Linked DNA regions of Mus musculus: region 2 is linked to region 1. A link is a contact called in public Hi-C data. All regions are on one chromosome and are shown on one strand. Each heading gives the region's core, a stretch centred on a gene start, on an enhancer-like site or on the middle of the called end of the contact. The rest is flanking DNA. Distances are from core to core; before and after follow the strand shown. Region 1 has its middle 26 kb from the start of Klhl42. Region 2 has its middle 3.5 kb from the start of Gm15767.

Region 1 (3,878 bases), core at 1,175-3,674:
TTTTTCTTTTGTCAGTCCTTTATAATGGTCACATCCCTGTCAGGTTGTCCTCTAACTCCTTTAAATTTTTTTTGTCCTTTTCAGGTAGAGTCTTGCTGTGTCGCCCAAGCTGGCTCATGATCCTTTGTCACTGCAAGAGGGTGCCCCTCTCACTAAAGCATATTTACTTCTTAGCAGAAGAATAGGAAGACCTTTTATTATACACTTGGTCTCCATTTCTACAAGTGGCCATCACAGGATACAGTAAAAATGAAGATTTGGGTTTGACAGAGCCCAGAACACTGGGATTAAATGATTCTCTTAGCACCCAGGGCTCACAAGGGCACAAAAGTCCAAGCAAGTGGTTGGAAGGTGCACCCAAAGGGGTGCTTGAGGACATTCAAGTGTGTTTACTTTGAGTCTCCTGACTGGTTTAGGTCACCTCCTGCATGGAACCCAGACTTTATGTATGCTGGATAAGAACCCTCTCCCTAGCTGTACCCCCAAAGTATTATTATTGTTATAGTTTATTCTGGGTCAGGGATTAAAAAGTCAGGGGTTAGAGTAGAAAAGGGTTTCTTGGAGAAAGAAGTTGCTCATGATTGGCCAAGGGGGGGATGGGTCACTGGGAACAGTCACCTAGGCAGAACAAATCAGTCTCCATTCTCCTGGACACAGTTCCCAGCAGTCCCGGGCCAGTAAGAAGGGCCTTCAAGGTAAGGCTGTCTCAGGATCTGTGGAAGGAGAGGCTGCCAGTGATTCTGATCTCTGCCACATCTGGGGCTCGACCATTTCCTCAGGAATACAAGGAAAAAATTTGGGAGAGAGAAAAAATTAGTTTTCCTCTTAAACGTCAGAAAAAGAGAAACGGAGATAACTTGGCAGCAGTCAGCAGACACTGGATCCGAGTGAGACAGACATCGAAGCACTGTCACCAGAAAACGTCTGTTTGCCCCATCAGACCAGTTATAGCCTCTTTTAAAAATAGGAGTTAGCTTTTACAAAATGCCACAATGAAGTGGGATTTTGTGTTATAAACTTTTGTTTTACTACGTTGGCTTAATATTCTCTCACTCATCTTAAATATCAAAGCCTGCTTCTGTGGTGCTCACAGTTCCTACCTAAAACTGTAATTTTATAAACTTTGAAGTGGATCAGCTCCGGAGAAAACCTGCTAGCGCTCCAGAAAGCCTTTAAACGGTATCGCCAGTATTCTCGGCCACCTAGCGGTAAAAATCTGAACTGCAAACCTTGTGCCTGTCTTGGGACGCTACTCTAAACCATGGTTGAGGGAGCTGGCCAGCAAATTCCAGCCTCCTAGCCACAGTGGCCATGTGTGGTCGACTGTGGCTCCGTCATTCCTCTAGGGGGTTTGAGAGACCCAGAGAATCTCGACTACTTATGATTGCTTTTGTGGCTGGAATGAACATAGCTCATTCCTTTAGAGTCATGTGTGCCAGAAAAATAGGGTTCTCTCTATAAAACTAGGTTCAGTATGTTTTCCAGTTTGAGAATAGATAGATGTATATGAATCCTTCTGTTCTTCCTCCTCCTTCTCCCCCTCCTCTCCCGCCTTTCCTGTCATACCCCTTTTCTTTCTCTTTCTTTTTCTTTCTTTCTCTTTCTTTCTCTCTTTCTCTTTCTCTCTCTGTCTGTCTGTCTGGTAAATATTCTGAAGAAGCAATTTAAGGATATGATGTGGCTTCATCACAACAGCTAGCAGGAACGTGAGGCTGACTTTGCATGTCTCAGGATCTGGAATCTCTCTCTCTCTCTCTCTCTCTCTCTCTCTCTCTCTCTCTCTCTCTCTCTCTCTCTCATTTGTTTTGTTTTTGTTTTTGACCAGAACCCCACCCCAGCCTGTGGGATGTTCACCTACATTAACAGGATTAATTTTAATTTTAGCTAATTTTTTTCTGTTTCTCAGTTAATCCTCTCTGGAAACCCTCTTACAAACAAATTCATTGATGCCCTAACAGCCTTTTCATTTAGTTGAGCTGGCATAAAACTTGCCCATGATAGAACTGAGGAAACAAAGCACTGAATAGCTCTGTTACCACCAGAAATCTTACACAGATGAACAGAAACCATAAGAATCATGTGAGAAGAGCCCAACCAAATGCTTCAGATGATGTAAATCCCCATTTCCAGCTCTGGTCAAGCGGTACTGTGATGGTCTAGATATTGTTCTCTGGTCATGAACAAACTTGACTGTGGACATTGGCAAGCTCTCCCAGCCTCAGTTTCTCTACTCTTAAAACTGGATAGTATCCGGAGTGCAGTGAAATGAACTAACTACTGTGGGTGAGAGCGCGGTTTTGGAGCGGAGGTGAGGTGGCGTTGTTTCCTTGGTTCCTCTGTTTGGAGGCACTTGATACCTCTGGAGCATGCGTCCACAACACCACCTGGGTGCATGAGCTCAGCCTTGAGTCACAGGACAGATCAACTCTGTGTGATTCACCTTCCTGGGGCTCCTTAGTCATCTACACTGGTCCAGACAAGGCTGCCCCAGCTGGGACTGCTCAAGCTTTGCTTTGAGTCAGGTTGTGCTATTTACTGATAGTCTTCCCGAGATGTGTGGTGTTTGTGTATGGACCTGTGGTGTGGCCAAGGTAACACACATGTTCTGGGGAAAGTTGTGAATTGCTACAGAGACCTGGAAACTGCTGTTCAGCTTGGAGGGAACTGAACTTTTGGGTTGCTCTGAAAGTGCTCTCCAACATCATCTGCCCTTGCCACTGGAACATCAGGGATGCTCGCCAGCCATGAAGAGAAACTTCAGTGGGGCCTTAACACTTTCCCTAAACATTAGACATTTTGGTAATAATGGCAGCCACAGTCATAGCTGTAAGTCATTGCTGTTTCTGTGCTGGTGGTGAATTCCCATTATGTAAATTTGACTTATGATTCGAACAAGCATCAAAGTTACAAATTAGAGGTACTCTTTTATTTTCTGAAGAAGGAATGTTGAATTTACAATTATTAACTGTGCTTACCAACAGGTATTACTGTGACATTTCCACATAAGCACATGGGCTTTGGTCTTAGCCTCCCCCCCCCCCCCGTTCCCTTGTTCTTTTGTAATCACCTACACTCAACATTTTGTTTGATTTTAAATCTGGTTTGTACGCATGACAGGAAGCAGTGATGCTTGTCTTTCTCAGGACACTAGATTCTTCTGTCAACCCATGGTATCCAAGGAGATCCCTGCCACATCACACAGTCCTCGGACTCTCAGGTTTGTGAGTAAAATGTCTTAGAACCTGCACACATCCTCCTGAATAATTTAAACCATCTCTAGATGCTAGTGACCCCCAAAGAAGGAAGGAGATGCACAGTCATTACACTGTCATCTAGGGGTAGTGTGGAGATACTCAGTTGTTACACTGCCATCTAAGGGTAGGGTGGAGATACTCAGTTGTTACACTGTCATCTAGGGGTAGGGTGGAGATACTCAGTTGTTACATTGTCATCCAGGGGTAGGGTGGAGATACTCAGTTGTTACACTGTCATCTAGGGGTAGGGTAGAGATACTCAGTTGTTACATTGTCATCCAGGGGTAGGGTGGAGATACTCAGTTGTTACACTGTCATCCAGGGGTAGGGTAGAGATACTCAGTTGTTACACTGTCATCCAGGGGTAGGGTGGAGATACTCAGTTGTTACACTGTCATCTAGGGGTAGGGTAGAGATACTCAGTTGTTACACTGTCATCTAAGGGTAGGGTGGAGATACTCAGTTGTTACACTGTCATCTAAGGGTAGGGTAGAGATACTCAGTTGTTACACTGTCATCTAAGGGTAGGGTAGAGATACTCAGTTGTTACACTGTCATCTAAGGGTAGGGTGGAGATACTCAGTTGTTACACTGTCATCTAAGGGTAGGGTGGAGATACTCAGT
Region 2 (3,617 bases), core at 654-3,153, 120 kb after region 1:
TTTTTTAATGTCTTGTTTCAATGTGGTGCATCAAAGGATAGAATTAACAGAGTGAACAGACAGCATGAAGATGGGAGATGACATTTGGAAATCACATATCTGACAAGGGGCTAATAGCAGAACAAACAAATAAATAAATAAACAAAGAAACAAGCAAACAAGAAACCAACAAAGAATGCTACAACCCAGGAACAGAAAGATGACTTACCTGATCTAAACATGGCCTGAGGAATGAATGTTTCCCTAGATGACATACAAAGGGGGCAACAAGCGTGTGAGTAGCTGTGTAATATCTTTGTATAATCTTAGAAATACAAATGAAAATCATAGCATTTTATTGTACCTATTATCAAAAAGTAAAAGATAAAGTTGATGATGACTTGGAGACGCTAGAATCCTTGTCCTGTGTTGGTAGGAATGAAAATGGCACAGTTGCTAAGGAAAAGAGTGCAGAGTTCCAAACAAGCAAACAAACAACAACAAAAAACAGAAACAAAACCCCAAAACCTGACTGTGACACCATGAGACCGAGATGGTGACCTGTAATTATCAACCTGATATAATTTAGATTCATCTGGAAAAGAGTCTCGGTGAAGGACTGTCTTTATTGACTGGCCTGTGAGCATGTCTATGGGGCAATGTCTAGATTACACTGAGATGGGAAGACTCAGCCCACCATGGGTGGCATCATTCTCTAGTCAGGAGATCCAAACTGTAAGAGTAGAAAAACAGCTGAGCGCAAGCAAGCAAGCAAGCAAGCAAGCAAGCAAGCAAGCAAGCAAGCAAGCAAGCAAGCAAACAAGCAAACAAGCAAACAAGCAAGCATGTGTGTACTTGTTTCTCTGTATTCCTGACTATGGATGTGATGTGACCAGCTTTTTAAAGTTCTTATCTTGGTTACCGCCCCCCCCCCATGAACTGTAATCTGAAAATATAAGCCAAATAAGTCCTTTCTTCCCTGAATTGCTTTTTTGACTGAAGTGTTTCATCACAGCAACAGAAAGAAAACAAAAATGAGAGTATATATATATCCAGAGAAACTGAAAGGGTGGTAGAAGGCTACTGGCATACCCGGGGTCACAGCAGCATTATCATTACAGACAGCAGGGAGAAGCAACATAGATGTTCACTGATGGATGAGTGAATAAACAAAATGTAGCAGTTGGATACATGTTTATCCCTAAGGTGGAAGGAAACTGTGACACTGCTATAGTCTGGACGACCTGAGCATGTCACATAAAGTGAGCCAGCCACAAAAGACAAATGCTGCATGACTCTGTATGATTGCGGAACCTAGAGTCACCAGAATCACAGAGAGTGGAATGGGATCGCCAGGCTCTGGGGCAAGTGTGATTTTTGGAAGAGTTTGAAGGCTGCCAGATTTACCTCTTCTGGAATTTTTACACAGAAACACGTGTCACAGAATTGGCTGCATACTTAGAAATGGGTGAGATGGTTTAAAAGTATTAGGTGTTCACTACAGTTACTAATTGAAAATATGTAGAGAGATTAGACCAATACAAATTGAGTGCTTTTGAATGCAAAGTGAGAGATGATGCTGAAAAACAGAAGGCTGGAAGCATCCATCAAGTCTCACTGTGGGAGGCATGGAGAAACCATAGAGAGGGGGAGGCAAGGTAGAACACACCTGACAGCAGTGTTGGGAGGATCAGAAGCAAATTCTATGTTTGTATAACTAGGTAAGAATATGTAGGAAAAACTACAGAGAATAAGCACATGAGCAGTTTTTATCCTTCCTGAAACATTCTCTCTCCCTCTCTCTCTCTCTCTCTCTCTCTCTCTCTCTCTCTCTCTCTCTCTCCTTTTCTGCTTTCTCTAAGCTGCCTTAGTGCGTGGCTAGCAAGAGCTCACAGAAATCTATCACGGTTGGGTCTTTACAGGGTGGCCGACTCTGGTGCTGCCACCTACTGGTCACTCCCAGGCCGTCATGGATTTAAGCTTGCCCAAACCATTTTGTTTCAAGCCAAATAATTAACAATTTAAGAATTAGACTGAAATTGTTTTAGTATATTATCTTAAGAGGTATCTCTCAGAAACTGGCTCTGGTGAACTCTGCCTGTAAGTCTAGCTGCTCCAGAGGGGCTGAGATGGGATGACTGAACCTTCAGCACATGGCCTGGAGAATAGAGAGGGCAAGGCCAGCTGGAGCAACTTTGCCAGAGTCTGTCTCCAAATTATAAGTAAAAGGGAGCTGGTGCTGTAGCACAGAGGTGGAGCACTCACATACACATGGGAGGCCCTGAGTTGTTGGGCTTTGTTTTTGTATCTAGGTAACATATAAATTCTGAAAAAGCACAGAAATGTATAAATGATTGTCTGTATCCCAGAGCCACTTCGTAGAATAAGATTACAGAGCAGATACATCCTCCATGGCTTGGATTCTGATAGGGGTCCCTTGGCATATTGACAGAGAACAGAATGGAGAAAAACCTGGGGGATTTGATTTCAATTAGTTTGGAAAGTTCTGGGTTTTAAAAAGTAAAGCAAGGTCATTTTCTGCAGAATTCCTCAGGAATTTCCCCAGCTGAACACCAGGATTTTGTACCAGGCCATGCCTTTTGGCAACATGTGTCAGTTAAGACATTTTTGGGAACACAGACACTGATCGACGTCATCCTGCCTGCACTCCAGAAAGAGACCAGTAAGTTTTTATGTCATTTCAAGAGGGCAGGGTAACTTCAAATATTAGGTAAAAAAAAATAGGGATTAATAATTATAGTGGCAAGTTGATTGGAGCCAATGGGCATTTCAACTTCAATAATCATGGCACTGTGTGGGTCATGGCACTGTGTGGGTCATGGCACTGTGTGGGTCATGGCACTGTGTGGGTCATGACACTGTGTGTGTGGATGGGTAATGCATATGCTAATCTTCTCCATAACATTGCTGTGTGGGTCTGCCAATGGTTTTCTTAATCTTGGCCATTTTTAATTTCATTGTGGCCATGTTGTTGTGATCTCTCGCAGATTCCTGGGGGAGCAAGGCAGAGAATTAAATCTATTAATCTCGAATGAACTGCTCTTAAGAGTCTGCAGTGCTGACTCAGTAACTATTGGCCATTTCTTTTGGTTCTTTCTCAAAGTTAACATTGATTAATTCTGAGATTAGGCTTTTAGTATTGACGTAAGCCAGAAATTGAACTACAGTCACCCCATATTTATAAGTCCAGTCATTTCAAGGCTGTCCTGTGGTACAAGGCTGGGTCGGTGATGATGTGATGGATTGGAAGATGGGAGGGAAAAACGTCTTGAAGCAGCTGGACCTTGAGCATGATTCAGAGGAGAAGGCTGTGGTTAGGTTGTTGTTCCAGAGATATGGAAGAGACTGAGTAAAAGCCCAGAGCCAGGAGAGGAAGAACCCAGGGCAAAAGGAGCCATACAACAACAAATGTAGCTGGTCTGGAAAGTGAAGGCCAGGACAGAGGGAATTGTGAAGACAGCCAGAAAGGGCTTTGAAAGAAAGACTCGGATATGTGGGTTTGGCTGGAGGTGTAGCCAGAGTAAAGCTCCAGGTCATTAGAGGATAAGGTTAAAGTGATAAACATGGGAAAGAGGGAAAAAGAGAAAGATAATGCCTGTGTAAGTGTAGAGTCCTAC

Evidence for each region. A called contact is a pair of places that touch in the nucleus more often than the background predicts.
Region 2: a contact with region 1 is called in a Hi-C map of pancreatic cancer cells, with 3 times the contacts expected there. The contact joins two enhancer-like sites. A contact is called at or near these places in 56 of 484 Hi-C or Micro-C datasets (the C2C12 cell line, the G1E-ER4 cell line, the HL-1 cell line and 24 more) and 3 of 115 datasets of contacts at active chromatin or transcription factors (embryonic stem cells, fibro-adipogenic progenitors and pancreatic cancer cells).

What each region holds. Positions count from the first base shown.
Region 1 is chr6:147,115,542-147,119,419 of GRCm38.p6, forward strand. No RefSeq gene overlaps it. Among named protein-coding and RNA genes, the nearest start is that of Klhl42, 26 kb to the left of the region's middle. Within about 2 kb of position 2,425, at least 36 of the 459 cell types and tissues checked have an H3K27ac peak or open chromatin away from gene starts, as enhancers often do. A contact at or near this core is called in pancreatic cancer cells, where this site is marked.
Region 2 is chr6:147,238,483-147,242,099 of GRCm38.p6, forward strand. No RefSeq gene overlaps it. Among named protein-coding and RNA genes, the nearest start is that of Gm15767, 3.5 kb to the right of the region's middle. Within about 2 kb of position 1,904, at least 3 of the 459 cell types and tissues checked have an H3K27ac peak or open chromatin away from gene starts, as enhancers often do. A contact at or near this core is called in pancreatic cancer cells, where this site is marked.